Regions from separate parts of the Zea mays genome. Here region 2 is linked to region 1. The links are chromatin contacts, called in public Hi-C maps. All regions are on one chromosome and are shown on one strand. Each heading gives the region's core, a stretch centred on a gene start, on an enhancer-like site or on the middle of the called end of the contact. The rest is flanking DNA. Distances are from core to core; before and after follow the strand shown.

Evidence for each region. A called contact is a pair of places that touch in the nucleus more often than the background predicts.
Region 2: a contact with region 1 is called in a Hi-C map of leaf, with 5 times the contacts expected there. The contact joins the promoter of LOC100275636 here to the promoter of LOC100275597 in region 1. A contact is called at or near these places in 5 of 25 Hi-C or Micro-C datasets (bundle sheath, ear, endosperm and 2 more).

Annotation. Positions count from the first base shown.
Region 1 is chr1:266,357,231-266,364,698 of Zm-B73-REFERENCE-NAM-5.0, reverse strand. It overlaps LOC100275597, which reads right to left and starts at 3,024. Exons shown (of 3, transcript NM_001149647.1): 1 at 2,762-3,024. The coding sequence starts at 2,863.
Region 2 is chr1:266,555,097-266,562,564 of Zm-B73-REFERENCE-NAM-5.0, reverse strand. LOC100275636 reads left to right here and starts at 3,380. Exons shown (of 3, transcript NM_001149683.2): 1 at 3,380-4,858; 2 at 6,581-6,627; 3 at 6,722-7,175. The coding sequence starts at 3,506. The coding sequence ends at 6,815. LOC103643809 (elongation factor-like GTPase 1) reads left to right here. Exons shown (of 1, transcript NM_001374610.1): 1 at 1-731. The coding sequence ends at 564.

The DNA of each region.
Region 1 (7,468 bases), core at 1,775-4,274:
ACTAGAAACCGATGCTTTCGGATCCATGTTGCAGACAAAGAGCTAGCAGGGCTAGTTTTTAATGGGTTGCTATCCTACTTAAGAGACAAATTAGATGGAACCCAGTTCTTTTCGATAGCCCAGCTACATCAGCAGGCTTTAGCCTGTGAAAGCCGATTTAAAGAGACATCAAAATCGGCCGCCCGTACTATACATCTAATAGAGCGTGATAGTTCAGATGATGAATCCACAGATGTATATACCGCTGAGTTTATTTGGCCAACAAAGGCCAAATCTTCAGCATGTTCTTCCTTACAGCCGGTTCAAAAGAATCGGGAAGAAGAGATTAAATTTACCTTTAATGTTGCCAAATGCGATAAGATATTTGATGAGCTACTTAAAAATGGCAACATTAAATTAACTCATAATATCCCTCCTATAGATGAATTAAAGAGGCGTGCTTATTGTAAGTGGCATAATTCTTTTTCCCATGCCACCAATGACTGTAATGTTTTTTGTCGGCAGGTACAATCGGCCATAAATGAGGGCCGGTTGGCTTTTCAGGAGATGCAAGTGGACACACAACCATTTCCTGTTAATACAATAGATATCGCATGCAAAAAGATCTTAGTTCGGCCCGAAATAGCCGATAAAGGCAAAAGCAAAGACATCCTCATTGGCGATCCTCGCATATCAAATCTATCACAAAAAGAGATTGCTCGAAAGGCTCCGGACGATAAGGCTAAAAAGTCCGGAGGCACCGGGGGGCAAGCACAATTAATGAGCCAAGCACAATAGCCTGGCCTGAGCATCACGGACGGGCTGGCACATACGTGCGGACGGTCCGGTGCTCAGACAGACGGTCCGGCTAACTCTGCCGGACAGTCCGCCTATGGCCAAAGACGTCAGCCTCCACACAAAGCTTTAAAAGGGAAGGAGACGCAAGGGCAGAACACATAGCCGACCCTACTTTTGATCAGTTGCTCTCCAAGGATACTAGCAAGAAGACTGTTCTACGTGATCGGTCAGCGAAGAAACCCCGGTCACTTGCTAAGACGAAACGAGTAAACAAAACGGCCCGAAAGGCGACACAACAAGCATCGCCTATTCATCCTATGAGACTAGGGTACTTTCCACCCGTTTACTCATCATCGTTATATTATTCTGTTCAAACATGGAATGGTATAAAGATGAATCCATGGTACATGTATAGTCCCTTTGTCTATCCAGACTGGGGGGCACCTCCATTCTATTCCTTTTGATCCATTGACCAAATGGTCATGGCCGAGAAGGATACAATCTGAAACGGCCTTTATACATTGGTGCTTTATTGAATGATCTCCATGTTGAAAAGCCGATGACTTACATCAGGTTTAGTTCATATGCTTTTGGTTCATCAACCTTCACCAAAAGGTAGGGGGGCATATGTTGAACGCTAAAAAGAGCAGTGCGGACGGTCCGGCCCCGAGGCCGGACGGTCCGCGGTCCGGACAGTCCGTGGTGGTGGCGCGGACGGTCCGCGCGTGCGCAGAGTCAGTTAGGGTTCCTAGTTTCTCGCGGGATTTGTTACCTAAAACCGCGGGATTAACTCAGAAATCAGTTTGAAGCGGATCCAGACCTCCCCCTTTATATAGATGAAGGGCTACGGCCGATTGGACCCCCCAACAATCGATTAACTCAAGTCTATTTCTCGTTTTTACCTTATGCATTAAAAGTAGCTCTAGTTTAGCTCTAGTTTAGTATTCCAATCCCCAAATTCTCCGCTTCTCTTCGGCTCTACATCGATTAGAGGAGTCTAGGTCGGCCTGTTGAGCCTAGACATCACCTAGGATCTCTCCTCCCCGACGGGGTCCCTCCCGGGAGCGAGATCCAAGCGCCGCCGGCGACCTTCGCCGCCCCCTGCGCACGCGCGGACCGTCCGGCCGTCAGGCAGGGAACCCAGGCCCATGTTGCAGGTCGCGGACCGTCCGGCCCCTGGCCGCGGACCGTCCACGCCTGTGTAGAGAGCACCGCCACGGTTCGTATTGAGTGATTGGCGCCCAAAAAGGCACCAACACACATCAAATGGTGAAGGCATAACAGGAACAATGACAATCAAAACTAACAATTACTTCTAAATGCCATTGTAATAATATATTTTACCATTACAACAGATTTTTCATGGAGATCCACTTCAATTACCTTGAAGTCTCCCATGTTTGCACAATTGCACTACCATCTATATCCTTCCATTACTGAATGATGACAATCAGCATTAAAAAAGCTTGCAGACTGCAACAGTATTTCGACTTCAACTGCCTCGAGCCTGGAGGTATCTCATGCTCCCGTAATTGCACAATAGCCACTGCAGCTATACCTGTGCGCTACTGCACGGTCACTCAACAACCATGCATTGATGCACCCTTAAATAAAAGGCTTAAACAACTGCAATCCTACCACTGTCCACTGGTGGTTTCAAAATTTCTACCGAAACGCCAAATTGCTGGCCATCTCTGCGCTACCGTACCAAGTGCGAACTGTGAAAGCTGCCACCAAATGATTCGATTCGATTCGACCCAAAATCGTATACACGCAGAAGCCCAACGAAGCCACCGGCTCGCGTCGTCACATTCTCAAGCAGGCCATCCAGCCCCAGCCACTTGAGTGGTGAATTTCTGTTTCACTTCACCGCGTCAGTTTCAGTTTGGAGACAGAAAGGCAAGCTCAGCACTTCCAGTTTCAGTTGCACACATGCAGAGGGAGAAGCGGAGGGGAGGGGAGAAGATGGGGGCGCGTCCATCACCTGGTACGGGCTCGCCGCCGGCGTTGTCCTGGCCGTGGACGCCCCGGCAATGCCGCCGCCGCCTGGGAAGGCCGTCGTGATCTCGCCGAAGTGCATCGCCATCCGGCCGCCCCACGCGCCTTCTCTCTGTGTCTCTCTCTAATGCCCACGGCTTTGCTTTAGTCTAGTGGTATCGTCTCATCTCCTTGTGCTCCTCCGCCTTTCGCTTTTGCGGTGGTTGTGGCTTTCGCTTGCTTCGCCTGCTCTGCTCCGTCTCTCTGGATATCGGCGGGACCGGGAGAACTGGAGGAGGAAGTGGGTTCGTGGGGGGTGTGCGGGCACCGTCCGGTAGGGGTTGGTTGCCTCCTCTTCGCGCTGTGCTCGTGACCGTGTTGTGTCTCGTTGGCCTTGTGCTTGGAGCTCCCAGACGGGAAATTGAGGAGGTGAGCCTACCCTTGTACGGTGGACGCGGTGACGGTAATCGTGACTGGGCAAGACGACCGCGGAGCTCGTGACTTCTGACTTCGGTGGGGTTCTATAGGTGGAAGCCGTTGCACCGGTTACACGTCAGAGTGCTCGCTGCTGGCTGCTCGGCTCCCACTCCCAGGTGTCCAAGCTCTTTGCTGACACTGTTGCATTTCTTTTTTTTCCAAGGAAAACCGATTGGTATTAAAGTTACTTAGAATGAAACGGGAAATCATTTTGCACTCAAAAAAAATTACGGGACGAAGGGACAAGGGAGTGATGATTTTACTTAAAATTTAAGAAACAATACTAAGGGGGTGTTTGGTTTGTAGGGACTAATTTTTAGTCCTTACATTTTATTCCACTTTAGTTATAAAATTATCAAATATAGAAACTAAAACTCTGTCAATTTATATACTAAAATGGAATAAAATGAAGGGACTAAACATTAGTCCCTAGAAACCAAACACCCCCTAATTATTCAAGTGGTGGATCTGGTCGAGAACTTCATTAAAGCGATGCTTGGAACAGCTCCAAATGCTCTAAATCCTGAAAAAACAACAACTTATGAATACTTTTTCATCCAAACATCGGAAGCATGAATTCGAAATCACAAAAAAAAATCAAATTTAGAGACAGGTTTCGTAGATTTTCTGGTGCACCACAAGAGACGCTCTAAAAATCTAATGCCAGATCCAAATGTATGGTTCATTTGTTTTCTTTTCTGCGACTGTTTCGTCTGAGCTCGCGAGTCGCGACGCGACACCTTCCTCCTCTCTCGGCAGGGCTGCCTGTTCCTCTCTCTCGGCTGTCGCAGTCGCAGTCACCCTCGACTCACGGGCATGCGTGCGCGCCCGCCCAACTCTTCCCCGCGCTCTTCCTCTCTTGTTCATCGTGGCTGGGGCCGGCGTGCGCGCCCGCCCAACTCCTCCCCGCGCCTCTCGTCCGTCGCGACAGAGACCGCCGCAGCCCCTTGGCCGGCCCCAGCCTTTCCCGACGCGTGGTTGTGCGTGCCCGCTCGGCTCCTCTGCGGCTGTGGCTACCACGCGAAACTCCCCACGGGCCACGGCACGAGGGATGAAAGCAAGAAGATGAGCCTGACATGTGGCCCCGAGTGCACAGTGAGACAAAAGAGATAAAGCTTGCACTAATAGACTGTTGTTGGGCTACACCTGGCTCACTGTTGTGCTGATCCACGAGACGAGATTCACCGCGAAACTGTACCAACCAGTTTTTCACTGCCAATACAATCCTAGATCTAAGTAGAAGCTGATCCAAGGTGAATCTAGTGTTCGCGTTCTATTTTTTTTAGAGTTGAAGAGCCACTAAAATAATTTTGGACCACTTAGAGGCAAGTCTATGTCTCCATTGCAAACTTGCAATGATTAAGGCCATGTTTGGTTTCAATTAGTTCTAGGACTAAACTTTAGTCTTAGGACTAAACTTTAGTCCCTCTTTGTTTGGTTTTAGGGAATAAACAAATTCTAAAGTCATTAAATATACTGTCCAAAGACTCAAATACCCTTGAAATACAATGTAGAAAAAAAGTTAAAAAGGAAGCAACCGTACTGTTTACAACGATTGAAGAAGCAGTATGCCATACACCCAAATACACTACAGGTGCTGGTAGACGCTGGAACGCGAGGACACAAGGAAGGACGATCCTGGCGGCGGAAGATTGGGGAGGAAAGAGAGCCGGCGGCGTGGAAGGTTAGGGATAAAGGTAGATGAGGAAAAATCAGGTTTAGTCCCATTTAGCCACCCCTTAAGGGACTAGAGACTAAATTGGTTTAGTCCCTTCTTTAGTCCTTATGTTTGGTAAATTAGAGACTAAAAGGGACTAAATTGTAGGAACTAAAAATTAGCCCATGTAACCAAACACCCCCTAACTTCGCCCTTTGACCCTTTCCCACTGATAGTGCCCCCAGTAGGCACGGCACCCATGGAATCCAATGCACGGCAGGGAAAAGAAGACTGTCCATTGTTGTTAGGTCAGCTACATATATACTATGCACCTGTGGTGAAACACCTTGTCTATCCATTCCGCTGTCCTACTCAAGACATTGGAGTGGCAAAAAAGGCAAGAGGCACATGTTGAGAAATCAGAAGCAAAGCAAAAGGCTAGAAAAAGGTTGGTATAAGTGGGGTGGGCTTGCCTGGTAACTTTGCCGGTTTTTTGTAAATCAAGGAACGCATGATGGAATGGATTAAATAGCCCCGCGGAGAGGAAATGGTGGCTGGTCGCTGCTGGCCCATTGGATAACAGTCAAAGCCCATGACCACGAAGAGGCCCGGAATGTGGTAGTGGCTTGTGGCACACTTTCACCTCACCGTGCTGTTCCGTGTTCGCAAAGGCAGTTCTTTGATCCTGTCTTAGTGCCCAATTTCGATACAAAAAATCTCGTTCCAGTATAGCACCATGTTAGGCCACGTTTTCAGCACTCAAACGGCCACACCACCTACCGGTTACCAAATATTACACCTCGGGTTTGTTTAGTGGATTAAAGGGGATTAAATTATTTAATAATTAAAATTGAATAGAAATATGTTTAATCACCCTTAATCCTCTCTGATTTTTTATGCAACCGAACAAAGCTTTATGTGAATTTGGTACCATAGTATCTTGCACCGCATTAGGTCACATTTCCAGCGCCCCACGTTTCTAGCAACTCAATCTGCCACATCTCGATTGTTTTTATTGAATAACTATGTTGACATGTATCATCAGACCTGCTCTTTTTCATCCCGTCAGCAGATTAGGGGCAAAGAAGTTGTTGATCCTATCTCCCTTTCCATAAACAAAAAGCACACAAGACATGAGATGTAGGTTTAGGCCTCCGACCTCTTGTAATACTCAAAATTTAGAGAAACTAAAGGAGTCCTTTGGATTATATGGTTTACACGGCTTTGCTTTATTTTTATACATATCCACAATTATGTGCTTAAGCAAGTAATAATTAATAAATATGAAACAAACTATGCTTCTCATGCCGGGATCTGTGATTGTTGCATTTGATTTTGTGAATCAAAATTCGAATTTAATTTGAATCAAATTACAAACCTTGAAAATATAAAGGGAAATAGAATGAGGAAAAGAAAAGGAAAAAGAGAACCTTCACTGTACGACTGGGCCGAAATCCGTGACCCTCGGCCCAACTCCCTTCCTCTCCTCTTCGGCCCAACCCTATTTCATAGCGCCGACAGGTGGCCCTCACCTGTCAGCCCCACTCACCAGCCAAACCAACTATTCTCCCTACAGTGCGTCCCATCTCCTCAGTCCACTGGCCCAGTGTTCGCGCCCGCGTATGAAGTCCGCGCGCCCACGCATGGGACGTTGCTCCACGGGCCCCGCTCGCTAGTCTTCCCTCTTCTACCGCACAGAGTCACTGACGTGTGGACCGGGTCGCTTATCAAGGATTTTCCAGTTGCGGGATGGAAACATAGTTATAGAGGGAGATGTGGAGTTAAAAAATCACATAACCAGGTACTATATGTGTTTGTTTGGGCCACACGATGTAAAGGATGTTACACTAGATGAGGCTCAAAATCAAGATATCCCTCAGGTTTCAGTAGGAAAAAATGATATGTTAATCACTCCCTTTACGGAGCAAGAAATTCGCAGTGCCCTTTTTCAGATGGAGCATAATAGGGCACCGGGTTCACATGGTTTCCTGTTGAATTCTTTCAAGTTTTTTTATCCTTCATAAAAGATGACTAGGAACGTGCCCGTGCGATGCCACGGAACACAAATTACGACCCTTCAATGGACTTAGGGCTCTGGCGACGGGCGGCGTGAGTACAATAGTGACGGCAAAATCCGTGATTAAACATCATCTATTGTTGTGAGTATAAATGTAAACTTAGTCTGTTTACCTATCGAAACAATGCTATGTCAGTCCATACCAAAACTCGCATAAATCGCATGAAAGAATTTATACAGCACAAGTTTGCTAGATACCAAAATATATTTTTCTATGACTGATGAAAACTGGAGAACGTTGCCTAAAACCTACAATCTAGAACATTCAGAACCTCGAAGAGCAACCTAAGATTGTGATGAAGAGAGAAGGAAGCCTCAACTGTCAGGGTGAGTTGGAAGAAGCGTGAGCTAGGAGTCCTTCACCGCCCAGCCACGGTCGCCGAGGCCGACGGCCCCCTCCACCGCCGATATGATCTTTGGCACCGAAATCCAGCCTGAGAGGATGATTTCTGTAACAAATCCCTCACAATAAATAGAAATAACGTTTAGAAAAGATATGTGGT
Region 2 (7,468 bases), core at 2,131-4,630, 200 kb before region 1:
ATTGTTGAGCCTTACATATTTGCTGATGGCTCTGATGCTGCCAACCAATCTGATCAATACAATGTCTTCAGCGGTCAAGTAATCACTGCGGTTAAAGAAGCATGCAGAGCAGCTGTTCTTCAGAACAAGCCAAGGCTTGTTGAGGCTATGTATTTCTGTGAGTTGACCACGCCAACCGAGCAGTTAGGTGCAACTTATGCAGTTCTTGGTAAGAGGCGGGCAAGGATTCTGAAAGAAGAGATGCAAGAAGGAACCTCGTTATTTACAGTGCACGCTTACCTGCCAGTTGCGGAGAGCGTTGGATTTTCGAATCAACTTAGGAGTTTAACTGCAGGTGCAGTTAGTGCTCTCCTCGTTCTTAGCCACTGGGAAGCTATTCCTGAGGACCCCTTCTTTGTCCCAAAGACGCAGGATGAGCTCGAAGAATTCGGGGATGGTTCAAGCATTGGGCCAAACTTGGCTAAAAAGCTTATGAATTCTGTCAGACGAAGGAAAGGACTGCATGTCGAAGAGAAAGTTGTGGAGCATGGCACAAAACAGCGGACTCTCGCTAAAAAAGTGTAGTTGTTGGCCAATGGCCTCCATACAGATGCGGTAGGAAAACCACATCTCTTTTTGTCCAAGGTTCTGTCTTGGTATACTGAAACATACTCAAAATTTATATGCAGTGAAATAGCTTTCATTCAGTACGACATTGTTGTTTGAGAGAGTTGAGATGGGATATGTACGGGCGGCATTGGTGGTGCCTTGGTCTACAATATTAGAAAGATCACAGTTTGTTGTGAGGAAAACGGGGACGATTTACCAAAAAAAAAAAGCCCTTCATGATAGGTATTTTCTGGACCTTCGTATCTTGCAATACCAATGAAATAGCATAGAGCGCCCATTTTGTCCTGGGAGCAAGAGCAAACTTCGTCTATTATTGGTTTGCATGTGTACTGAGTGAGTGAGAAGCTATGTTCTTTGTAGGAAGCTATGTGTACTGAGAGTGAGAAGCTATGTTCTTTGTAGCAAGCTGTCTTGTTGCTCTAACAGGGCGACAGAACACTCGGATAAACATTTTTGTAAACCTACCCTTTGTGGAAGGGACTGTTGGAGCACAAAAAACTAACTCCCTACATGGCGTGTATAGAGTGATACTATTGAATGGCATAGAATACCTTCTACTATTGAATAGCTTTTATTTTGAGCTTGTCTTTTCTTGTTAGGGTGATTTTCATTTTGTTAATGGTTATTGGTTTGCATGATGGCTACGGCATCTTTCATAGGATCGGAGCCAACATTTTTACGGATGTGGCTCCAGTGTCTTTCGGCGCGTGGATGCACATTAGTCCGGGCTTGTTTAAGAGTCAGGGATGGCTATTCAATTTTGATATAGCAAGAGTATTTTAGACCTTTCAATCCTCTCAATGCCTTAGCGATAATCACCGCCTCCTTGAAACACACACAAGAGCCCGTTCCCGTGCACCACCGGGGGGCCGCACGAGTTTATGATGATGCCGATGGGGACAGAAGCTAGCATATATGACGTGATAGTTCATAGAACCAAACTAGTATCAGCGACGACGACGCAAAAGCTAAAAACGAAGCAGTCTGGGACTCGTTTATTCAGAACACATACCGCCATCTTTATACTAGGCTAGATGGCCTTGTTACCGCTAAGCTACTTTTGGCAGTAGTTTTGAATGAAAGCCAATCTCTTTTAGTTAGCCTTTTTTTTGCTCAAAAGAAAAATAAAACAGGCTGACGAAAAAAAAAAAGAACCCATAAGTCAGAAACAGCGCGCCCAGTTCGTTTTGTGGATCTGCGGTTGCCGATCGAATTTTAATCGAACTGTTGTGGCGCGCCACCCCATCTGATGTCTAGTCTAGTCGTCGTCAAGCTCAGCAGAATGCACGCCCGTTGATCTTTATTCAAAAACTGAGAGGTATACTGCACTATGCCAGAGGAAGCCTAATCTACTATATGACAAAACATGGTAAACCATCATAAACGAATAACAAAGAAAAACAATACAACTCGCGACATTGATAATGTCGATAAGGCTAGAATAGTTACTTGGTACTGCTGAGTATTTTTCACATACGGTACCATCCGATCTTGTCCTACGGAGGACTCATCTCTCTCTCTCTCTCTAAAACATATAGTAAAATTTGTCTAATAAATCAAATATGTGCTGGTAACATGTACGGAGTAAACCTTAGCATTTTTTTTTTGATTACATGTTTTTATTTTGTTTTCTGAACCGGCAGGAGCAGGAGACGCAGGCGTCGATAAGGACGGCTGGCAATGGCATGGCCAGCGCAGAAGGATCTCAGTTCCAGCGGAAACAGAGAAGCGTACTTGCTTGCAAGTTGAAACTTTGCAAGGATTTAATCAGGCCACGTGTTGAAACCATCGTCGTGCCTACGGATCAATGTCGTCCGACCCACGGTTAGACTAGCAGGACAGCATCCGTGCTGTACTGTACTCCCCTCCTGATCCTCTGGTGAACTTGGAACTTGCGAGTCGCACGAAAAGGGCAGATGGAAGGACACGGTGGGTCCACCTCGTGGTCTCCCGTCCACGTAAACAATTATTTAACTGGCTGGTCAATAGTGTTGTGCTTAACGGTTTTCATCACATTATTATTATTATTATTAAACCTGACAGCTCTCATTATCGCTGTACTACCCTTTTCCTATTAGATTGATCGCCACCATTAAATATATTTGACTGGGGATTAAAATGCTGAAACGGTAGCCTGCAGATAAAAAACCCTGCGGGGGATCGATACGGCCATGCAGCCCATCATTAGGAAAAATCTGCGTACAGAAAATTAACAAAGAGTATCGAAGGGAATGCATTATGGGTTGCTTAATAATTCTATCCATCCATCCGCCCGTCCGTTCGTTCGTTCGAAACACATACCGTATCGGACGGCCATTTGCAATCGTTTTTCACCTGTTCGCGACGAACAGTACAACCAAGCTAGCTAGCTAGCCTGTTGTGCTGTGCTGTCCACATGCAACTGCCGTTTTCTTGACTGGCTCCAGATCCTTGGAACGCGTCCACGTCTACGATCCAATACACAAGCATGCATCAACCTTTGCTCATAAATATCTCAAGAGCGTCGCGCTCTGGGGATGGGCAAAAAGTGTGGACGCTCCGTGTACTAGGCGGTGTTCACTGAGAAAATTGGGCGACATTGCAATGGACAAGTTCCACAGTCGACGACATACTGTATCTGTATGTAGGGCGCCACACCGTTCAAGACTGCAACTGCACGTACCTTTCTCACAGACCCCACTTGCAGCCGGAGGAGCCTACTTGGGGCCCACCTCGCGAAGGGGAAAAGCCGAAAAGAAGAAGAGAAGGCGGCTCAACACATCAAACCCAACTCCCCGCACCAATTCCTTCCAAGTTCCTTCCAACTCGCTCCCAAATCCAGACGAGAAAAAGCTCCGCGTCTGCGGTTTGATTGCGCTCGCGCCCCTTCCGAATCCTCTCGCCACCCCCCGCCGTCATGGACGACGACCACGACCACGACGCGTCGTCGCCGGCCGCCGGGGAGCGGTGCCCGTGCTGCTCCTCCCCCTCCTCCTCGCCGGCCGTGCCGTGGCGGCGGTCCGTGAAGCGGAAGCTGGGCGCGGAGAAGGGGGAGGAGGGCGGGGAGGCGGGGCCCACGGCGCGGGTCGAGGCGGAGGACGAGTGCGCGGCGCTGCGGGAGGCGGTGGCGGCGGCCCAGTCCACGGCGTCGGCGCTGCGGGCCGAGGTCGAGGAGGAGCGCCTCGCCGCGGCCAGCGCCGCCAGCGAGGCCATGGCCATGATGCTCCGCCTGCAGCGCGACAAGGCCGAGGTCCAGATGGAGCTCCGCCAGTTCCGCCGCTTCGCCGACGAGAAGATGGCGCTCGACGCCGCGGACATCGACCAGCTGCGCGCGCTCCTCGCCCAGCGCGCGCGCCGCCTGGTGCGCCTCCGCGCCAGGCTCCGCGAGTACAGGCGCCAGTTCCTCCACCTCGGCATCCCGCTCCCCGAGGGCGAGGACCTCCTGTTCGCCCAGACCGCCGCCGAGGAGGAAGAGGACCTACTCCTCCTCGAGGGCGAGGACGGCTACGCCGATGGCGATGGCGATGGTGATGGAGGGTACTACCCTCAGCTCCGCTGCAACGACGGGGAGTACTACTACGAGGACGAGGAGGAAGAAGATGCGGTTGCCCTCGATCTGGAGCGCCGGATCTGCCGCCTCGAGCACGATCAGGAAACTCCCCTGCTTGAGCCACCCCTTCAGGAAGACGAAGAGGAAGGCACCCACCTCTACACAGAAGAGGCGTTGCCGGACTTGTCTGGGCATGAGCAGGGTGGCCTCTATGCTGATGACATGTTATCTGTGGACGGTGTGGAAGAACTGAGCGACCTCCACAATGACGATGAAGAGCTGCCAGAGTCTCCTACTGCTGGCCGTGGTGATAGGGTGGAAGCAAGCGAGGCTGATGGTGTTGACAGTGGCAGTGATAGGGTATACACCATTGACAAGGTGCATCAAGGTGAGTCTGCGCCTATTGCAAGGGTCATGGATAAGTACCAGGGTGAGGCGGTGGAGCCAGACATTAAGAAGCTTTACATGAGGCTGGAGGCACTGGAGGCTGATAGGGAGTCGATGAGGCAGGCCCTTGTGGCAATGCGCACAGAGAAGGCACAACTTGTTCTTCTTTGTGAGATTGCGCAGCATCTTGCCAAGGATGGAGTTCCAGCTGGGGTGGGGCCAGGTGTACACCGTTCCCCTAGAAAACGAGCAGTTGGGATTGTAGAAAGGAGATTCACGGAGGACAAGAGGGTGGCACTCCTCAAGACATATTCCGTGGTTGCCTTGTTTAAGGTATGTTGCTTGTTTTACTGGTAGGATACTGGCTGTGCAAAACATTGCAAGATTTTGCTGGAGATCGCCTCCATTTAGTAGATTATTAATACCGTGTGGTCTATTAAGATCTAAGTTACGATGGTTGTGTGCTGATTTAGTATAAAATCACTTGTAGATTCATTCATTTGATCAAACTAGGATGCTGCTATCTAATATCTATGACCTTTCCAGCAGATATTTGAGCATATTTAGGAATTATTGTTGTAGAATGCATAATATTGCTGTTGCTGCAATGCAGCATGTAGTTAATATGATTATCTATTTGCAACTGTTTTCTTAGTTTATTTCATTAGGGGCCAAAGTAAGTTGGGAACTGTTATTTGCTTTACACAATATGAATTCAAGCCAGGTTGGTTCTGTGCAATATTAAATGCAGCACACCTGAGACTGTCCGCAGCGGTTCTCCCAAAATTTTCCCCTCTATTACTCTATATCCCCCTTCTCTTCTCCCTCCCACAGTGGTTTCTCCTAAATTATCCCCTATACCCCACTACAAACATAAAATATTATTTTTGCATATTTATTCATCACTCTATCTATTTTTCTCCAAATAAAAAATACCGATAGGCACATAACTCCAGGTAAGGGACCGGCTGCCGTTTCCCCGAATCTGGCGGTTCACTGTTTTCACCTCTTAAACTGTAGCGCGCAGGGGCCTGTTTAGTGTGCGGCGTTGCAGCTCACGCGGCACCCTAAACCCCTACAGGGCTAGGGGAGCGCGAGTCAGGCGGACGCTGCTGCAGCTAGCCTGAGCTCATCTATTCTTTACATCAACCAAGAGATAAATTTGGAATATCAGTCTCCATGGTTCTTGCTGACTGTGACTTATTTTATTGAAATTCATGTTGCTTATTGCTGTGACATAATTTCTTCCATATATATATATTTTTTAAGATAAGGCCAGAGGATAGCACTTTCAGAGTTCTGTTTGTAATTTGTTAATCCAGTTCTGCTCACCTTTAAGTAGGGGTGGTAATGGATCGCGATCCAAATGCTTCTTCACAAAATGATAGGGGCATAAATAAATTTTAGTTAAAAAATGAATAGAAATAGAGTCTGATCCTAATTTGATCCGATCCTTAAATCTTATAGTGTAAAATTTAGAGCCCATTGTCACCCCTACCCTTGAGCATCTGTTAGAGAAAAAGTACATGGCATGAGTGAAACTTAGAGGGTGTTTGTATGTGTGTTTAGGTGGCAGGGTGTGTGTGATTCCTTGCCACTCTTGATGTCATATAATTGTAGTGCTTGTGGCAAATGGCTTGCTGGTCAACCGTGGATTGCCAGACAATAAATGGCAAGTTGTGTACTTTCACTGTCCTAATTGCTTTTTGCTTGTACTGCCTGTGCCTATTTGTGGGGTGTGATGTTTTTTCTTCTGCAGTCACTTCTTAACCATGTGACCAACATACCATTAAAGCACTAACACATGAATATCTATCTACCTAGCATAAAAGTTGAGTAAAATAAAAACAATTAAATAAATAAAAACTGGATGTAGGCATTATTCCAGAAGAGTTTAATTGGATTGCTACATTACACCTCTACATAAATGTCAAATGTTCTTTAGACGTGAGCTCGTGCCGTGACATCCCTTTGTGCTTACACGGTCCTTCCTGTTCATGATGATAACCAAGTAGTCTATTCCCAAACCTAAGTATTTGTTGTTATCTTTTGCAGTGGGTCCTCACTTTATTTGGCAAGAAAAAGAAGCTATCTCAAAGCAGGTAGGGGACTTCAATTGGAATTCAGTTCATGTTATATACTTATTTTATCTGTAAAGCACGATGATATTGACTTCTTTTCCTACTTGGTTGATAGGTATACTTTTGGCTTATCAAGTAATAATGTTGGTTTGCTCCTACTCTTGGATAAGTGCCCACGGATCCAGAAAACCCTCATGAGAACAAAGTAAAACCTGCCGAAAAGAAGCAGCAGCAGCAGCTGTACAATGTAAATAAATAGCTGTCAGTTGGGAAGTTTGCATCGGATTGTTTTTTTTGTTAATGCTGGGTGGAGCCAGAGTTCTTTTGATTCTTTAGTTGATGATTTTCTGATTTCACATCTTTGGTGATGAGGATATGCGCGTTGGTCTTGCAATCGTTCAAGTCACAAAAAAGCTATTGCTTTGCTTCTTTCTCACCAGCAAGAGCTACAATGCATGTATAGTAATACACTGGTGGTTGGTTTACTTGCTTGCAGGTTGATGAGTGAATATTTATGACTTTTAGCTTACATGTCCAAACTGCAAACTTTTGTAAAAAAATGTTCCTTGTATTCAAATTAAATCTGTTTATGCTTGTAGCCTAGCGGTTAAGGACTTCTGAGTAGCACCTCCAAGACTTGAGTTTGATTCCTATTGGGATCGAATTTTCAGGCTTGGTTAAAAAAATTCCCTCGTTGTGCCCTATCCGCTCTCGGGTTGCGATGTCTTGTGTGCCATCCTTCGGTTGGGCTGTTGTAGAGTGGACAGTTGACGTCGACCCGTTAGTGATGGAGGGTCAGGGTTTAGAGATTTTTTCGGTCGGGACCATTGTTTCGGTCTCTTCTTATATGGAATACCGGGAG